Regions from separate parts of the Mus musculus genome. Here region 2 is linked to region 1. A link is a contact called in public Hi-C data. All regions are on one chromosome and are shown on one strand. Each heading gives the region's core, a stretch centred on a gene start, on an enhancer-like site or on the middle of the called end of the contact. The rest is flanking DNA. Distances are from core to core; before and after follow the strand shown.

The links. A called contact is a pair of places that touch in the nucleus more often than the background predicts.
Region 2: a Hi-C map of bone marrow-derived macrophages shows a contact between it and region 1, with 15 read pairs. The contact joins two enhancer-like sites. A contact is called at or near these places in 1 of 15 datasets of contacts at CTCF or cohesin (the NIH/3T3 cell line), 1 of 484 Hi-C or Micro-C datasets (bone marrow-derived macrophages), 1 of 115 datasets of contacts at active chromatin or transcription factors (bone marrow-derived macrophages) and 1 of 9 other capture datasets (embryonic stem cells).

Annotation. Positions count from the first base shown.
Region 1 is chr2:60,922,094-60,925,004 of GRCm38.p6, forward strand. It overlaps a transcript of Rbms1 not described here. Among named protein-coding and RNA genes, the nearest start is that of Rbms1, 42 kb to the left of the region's middle. Within about 2 kb of position 1,383, at least 90 of the 459 cell types and tissues checked have an H3K27ac peak or open chromatin away from gene starts, as enhancers often do. A contact at or near this core is called in bone marrow-derived macrophages, where this site is marked.
Region 2 is chr2:61,312,507-61,315,417 of GRCm38.p6, forward strand. No RefSeq gene overlaps it. Among named protein-coding and RNA genes, the nearest start is that of Gm26422, 34 kb to the left of the region's middle. Within about 2 kb of position 1,380, at least 3 of the 459 cell types and tissues checked have an H3K27ac peak or open chromatin away from gene starts, as enhancers often do. A contact at or near this core is called in bone marrow-derived macrophages, where this site is marked.

The DNA of each region.
Region 1 (2,911 bases), core at 133-2,632:
AGAAAATAAAAAGAGAATAAACCTTAAAAATCCTCTGGATCTTTCAAAAGCCCTTCTTCTCACCTTAACTACACTAAGAACATCTCTTGTACTCATTATTCACAATTTTTTTTTTACATTTTCCAAGTTTTTTCCACTAAGCAAATTACCATGGTAATTTCAAAAAGAAAATATTTAACAGCAGTGCTCCGTCATTTGTTCATCTGCAACTAGCTAAGTCTTCCAGGGTACCGCTTCTCTTCTGAGCATCTGTCACTGTCCACTCCCCTAACTGCCCTATCCCACAGGCTCTCTTAGAAAGGGCTTCACAGAGAGCTGGTCATGTCTCCTCAACTTGGATCCCCTCAGTAGCAGGATCAGAGCACAAAGAGCAAGCACGGCCTAGAGCATCACTCCCAGGATCCTTAGCGAAACTGTCCAGATGGCTCAGGACCAAAGCCTGTCTATTGTTCCAAAGTCATTTCCTGTCACTCTCTGTGCAAACCCTCACACCCACTCCAGCCACACGGAACTTCCCACAGTTTTCCAAACATACCATACACTCTGTCTTGGCTCATGTTCATTTTTATGTCAAGAGTAGTCGTCTAACCTCATTATGCAGCAAAATTTAATTATTCCCTCTCAACCCACTGAGCTTCGGCCTCATCTCTCACTCTGTTCACCTCTCCACAAAACAGACTCCAGAACCTTCTCCTGACAACACTCACCATGAAACCCTCCAGAAATGTTTATCTCGGCTTATGAGTCCTATCAAGACAGAATCTGTGTCTACATAACCTTTATTTGTTGTTACATCTAACTCATAAATCGTAATTGTCTGGGTTGTTGCTATTCCAATGGAGGTAATACTAGACTGGAAGCTGAGAGTCTTGGCTCAATCACAGCACTTGGAGGTAGAGGTAGTTCTGGGATACATAAGGACAACTTGCCTTAAAAAACAAACAAAACCTAGGCCAGGGTATCTAGAGTGGTTTCTTTGAGGAAGTTTCGTAAGAAGTAGATTGTTTAGGTTAGCTATCAAAAAGGTGCAAGGACAACGCGCTGTTCTTGTTGTTTATTCTTTTCTTGACTGTTATATATAAGGGTTTACACACACGAACGCAGTTATGAACTATGGTAAATGCTAGAGAGGAAAAGAACAGGAAATGAGGTAAGGGGGGCAGTGTTGAGGAAGCAACTGTAATAATGAGAAGTAATGAACACAGAGAAATTAGTCACAGCAAGAGAAGGAGAAAGTGCATTCAAGCGGGAGGAGAATATCCTGGAAGGTCCTGGTGGAGGGGGGAGGGAGTTGGCTTGCTCACTTGGGAAGGTATGCACATGCTCGAGTGTAGCATGCATGTGGAAGCCAGATGTTGATGTCATGTGTCACTATCCTATTTTCTGAGACAGGGACTCTCACTGAACTTGAAACTCACCAACTCACCTAAACTGGCTGGCAGGAAAACCTCAGGGGAGCCTTTTGTTGCTGGCTCCCTAGCATTCTAACACACCCAGCCTTTCATGTGGACTCTGAGGGGATTGAACTCAGGTCCTAGTGATAGTGTGGCATGTTATATATATACATATACATATACATATATCCATAATTGAAAGATTAATATTTAGGCAGACTGCCAGTGAAGTGGACAAAGCTCTCTGACTTTTCAATACATTTAGAATACTAGTTATTTGGACATCTGTCAGTCAAACACACTCACTGGTTAAAGTTAAACCACATCTATATCCTTGTTTCTCTGAAAAGCATAGCGCATGCAGCGCAGACCCAGGCTCCTAGAAGGCCACCTTGAACACGTCTTGGTATTTTAATCGCACCAACATCTCTAAAGCTTCCTGTCAAGATAAAGCCTGTCGTCTGATGTTGGCTGAAACTCACAATTTTCATTTTAACTTCAGTGAAAACTCAGCCTTTCCCACCTGAGCGGACGCTTTGTGAGCAGCAGGCACGACACAGCAAATGCTGCTATTTTTGTTTGTTTAGAAATGTCACAGGCCTTCTCTCTGTCAAGAACAAATCCACTCAACTTATAGTCATGTCACACACACAAAAAAAGAGAGATAAAAATGCAGTATCATAGCTAGGATGTTCTTGTGACATTTTCTGAAGCCAATAAACATGGTGCAGCCAGAAAAGGCAAGAAGAAAAAAAAAAAAAAGAAAGAAAAAGAAAGGGGGGGGGTGGGGTGGAGGGGGCAGGCAGGGGGCGGGGCATCCGTTCACACTTCAGTGTGTGGGACTCTGAATGCCAAGGAGTTACTCATGAGTTCTAGCTAGGACTAGGGAAGGAACTAAGCGCTGAGAGGACAGCACAGTATCCAATGAACAGCCCAGCAAGGACAGTAGAGAAAAACTCAGGGCCAGAGCATGCAATGCCATGCAAACTTCTTTTCCACTTGTCTTATAAGCAACAATTACAGGCTGTGTTAATAAACAAACAAACAAAAAACACCAAAAACAATGTTTGGAAAACATCAACAGAAGAAAAATGAAAAACCAAAGAAGAGAGTAAGGAACATACACCTTAGAGGAAAGTAAACAGAGGGGAAACTAAAAAAAAAAAAAAAAAACCAAAAACCAAAACAAAAAAAAGTGAGGGGGGAATACTAGTTACATCTTGAATAATACCACTGCCAAGATTAAAGCGAAAATACCTAACACATGCTGCTTTGGCCCTGTATTTAATGCCTTCCATGGTTCATCTGATTTAAACTTCTTACGAACTCTACAGTGGGGAATAAGGCTATTTCTGTTTCAATGATAAGGAAACTTGTGTTAAATGTAGGATCTGGAAGCCTGTGAACGTGAGGTCAGCTTCATCCATCCGCAGCCTGTGCAAATGAATTCCATATACACTTCTCTGTTCTTTTAATCTAGATAATGGGGACTTAAATTACGGCTGACATGAATGGCT
Region 2 (2,911 bases), core at 130-2,629, 390 kb after region 1:
AATGACAGCAGAGAAGGAAAATGGAGTCTAGAGTCAGAAGAAAATAGACAATGCTTCAGGGTTCTTACATTGTTTAAATCATATAATGAGGTTATCAAGTAATATTGGATAAGTTAAAGCTGTATATGGCCAGCCCTATAGGTTTTTATTTTAAAAAAAGGAGAGAGAGAGAGAAAAATGTAATTCAGCAATAATTATAAGAAAAAAACCTAATGGAAAATAACTGGAAAGATGATAGATCTAAATCTAAAAATAACAATAATTATATTAAATATAAATAGCCTAAATGTACCAGTTAATGGAAGAGATTGTCAACTTGAATTAAAAATCAATATTTACTGTATTCTATCATTTAGAAATTCATTTTGAGTATAAAGACACAGATAGGTTAAAAAATATGGGAATAAAATAGGTTTACCATGCATTTCAAGAGCACATGGAATATTTAACAAGATTAACCATGATACAGAATATAAAACAAGTCTCAAAAAAAATGAAAGGAATTAAAAGTCACATAAATATAGCATATTTTCTGTCTACAATAGGTCTTAAATAGAAATCAGTCTTGGAAACTCCAAATACTTGCAAATTAAACATACATACTGCTAATTACTCACGGATTAAAAGAACAAACAAACCAAATTAGCAAATTAGAAAATATTTTAGTTGAAGTTGAAACCTACTAAGATTTTTAAGGTATCATTTAACATAATTTTGAGTTGGTGGATTAAGGAAAGCACTGTTATAGATACTGATGAAACATTGATTTTAAAGAACAAAGATCCTTGTTCCTTAGGAGTTTATATTCCAGTTGATGTCAAGACCATAAACAATTAGCACATTAAGTAAATAGTTATTGTGATGGTTATTCCTGGTTGTCAACTTGACTACATCTGGAATGAACTGCAATTCAGAAATGGAGGGCATACCTGTGATACAGATCATGAGGCTGGAAGACACAGGCTTCTGTCCCAGATCTTGACATGGGATGACACATGATTTTGATCCACATCTTGAGGTACAGTGGTCATGAAAATCTTAAGCCCAGGCAAGGTAGTACATGCCTTTAATCCTAGGAGACTGAGGCAAACAGATCTGAGTTTAAGGCCAGCCTGGGACAAATCGAGTTCCAAATCCAGGCGTGGTAGTACACACCTTTAATCTGGGCCATACCTTCTGCTGGTTGATGAAAGAAGGAAGGCTCACTCTTTGCCTGCTTGCACTTCCTTGCCAACACATCTGTTGGAACCTACTCCTTCAAGATTCCAGCTTATAGAGATGACCAGTTGAAACAACTAGCCTTCTGGGACTGAGCAACTACTAGATTTTTGACTTCCCATCTATAGCTGTCCATTGTTGTGTTAGCTGGACTATAGACTGAAAGTCATCACAATAACTTCCCTTTATATATAGAAACATTCCATGAGTTCTCTGACTCTAGAGAACCCTGACTAATACAGTTAAAAATACTAGTATATTACACATGCTTTGAATAAGGGAAGGTAGAACAGAGAGAGGAAGTAAAGGCGGGATACAGTGAGCAAGGATGCAATTTAATTAGCCAGCTAGTCTAATGAGGCTCAAAAGTCACATTTTAAAAGAGCTTTTGAACAACAGTTTGAGGAATTGACAAATGAATACTTAAAGAAGGAAGATCGTTCTAAAACTGAGAAGAGCTGGAAGATCTAAGACTTAAAGCAATAGTTCTCAACCTTCCTAATGCTTTCAACTCTTCAGTACAATTTCTCATGTTGTGGGGACATCCCCCCAATCTAAAATTATTTTCACTGATACTTTATAACTATAATTTTTCTACTATTATAAAATGTGATATAAAAATCTAAGTTTTCTCATTGGCCTTAGGTGACCCCTGTTAAAGAGTCATTCAAACCCCCCAGAGGTGTGGTGACTCACAGGTTGAAAACCAATGCCCCAAAAATGAGTTCATACTTAGCATGTTGTAGGACCAACAAACAGGCCAGTGTGGTCAGGACAGTGAAGGAGTGGGGTTGGGGGGCAGTGCGCAAGGTAATCAATCTGATCACTTGAATAGAACTGTCATCAGTTAACTGATGCAGGCTGTGTGTGAAATAGGTCTAGAGAGGGGTGTCTATCTGAAACATAATGACAACATGTAGGCAGCAGTCAGAGATAGTGATAATATGTTCAGAAAAGTGAGCTCTGGACTGAAGATACTCACCTGGGTGTATCAATCATTGCTGTGTACCCATTTCCCCCAAACTGAAACATTCCTTCCTTGGGAGAAAGAGGGGATTCATAAGGCTTAGGAAGGTAATGGTACCAGGCTCAGAAAGCTCCATAAATTACAAGACTCACAAGGCCTCCCTATAAACAGTGAAGAATTGCTGAGGGAGAGGCAACTCTTGGTGGTGCTGCCTGCAAACTGGCAGGGAGTTCTAGTGATGCAACTTTTGTGGATTATTGATAGGGGTAGGAGTGACGCTAGCTGTCACTCAAGCAGCAGCTAGGAATAGAACACAAAAACCAACTGTCATGGTTGTCAACTTGACACACCTGGAAAAAGGGACCATCCACTAAGGAAGTGCCTCTGTCAGGCTGGCCTGTAAGCAGATCTGTGGGACATTTTCTTAGTTGCTAATTGATGCAGAAAGCCCAGCCCTCAGCCCTGAGCAAGCAGTACAGAGTTGTAAAAGCAGGTAGCTGTGTACGCCATGGAGAGTTAGTTAATATGCCACCTCCTACACAGTGTGAGCTTCAGTTCCTGCCTTCAGGTTCCCGTATGTCTTCCTGCTCTGACTTTACTTGATGACAACCTCTAATCTGTAAAATGCAATAAATCCTTTCCTCACCAAGTTGCCTTTGGTCATGATGTTTATCACAGCAACAGAAAAAAGTAACATAGATTAAAAATTCACAGTCAGAGCCAGGA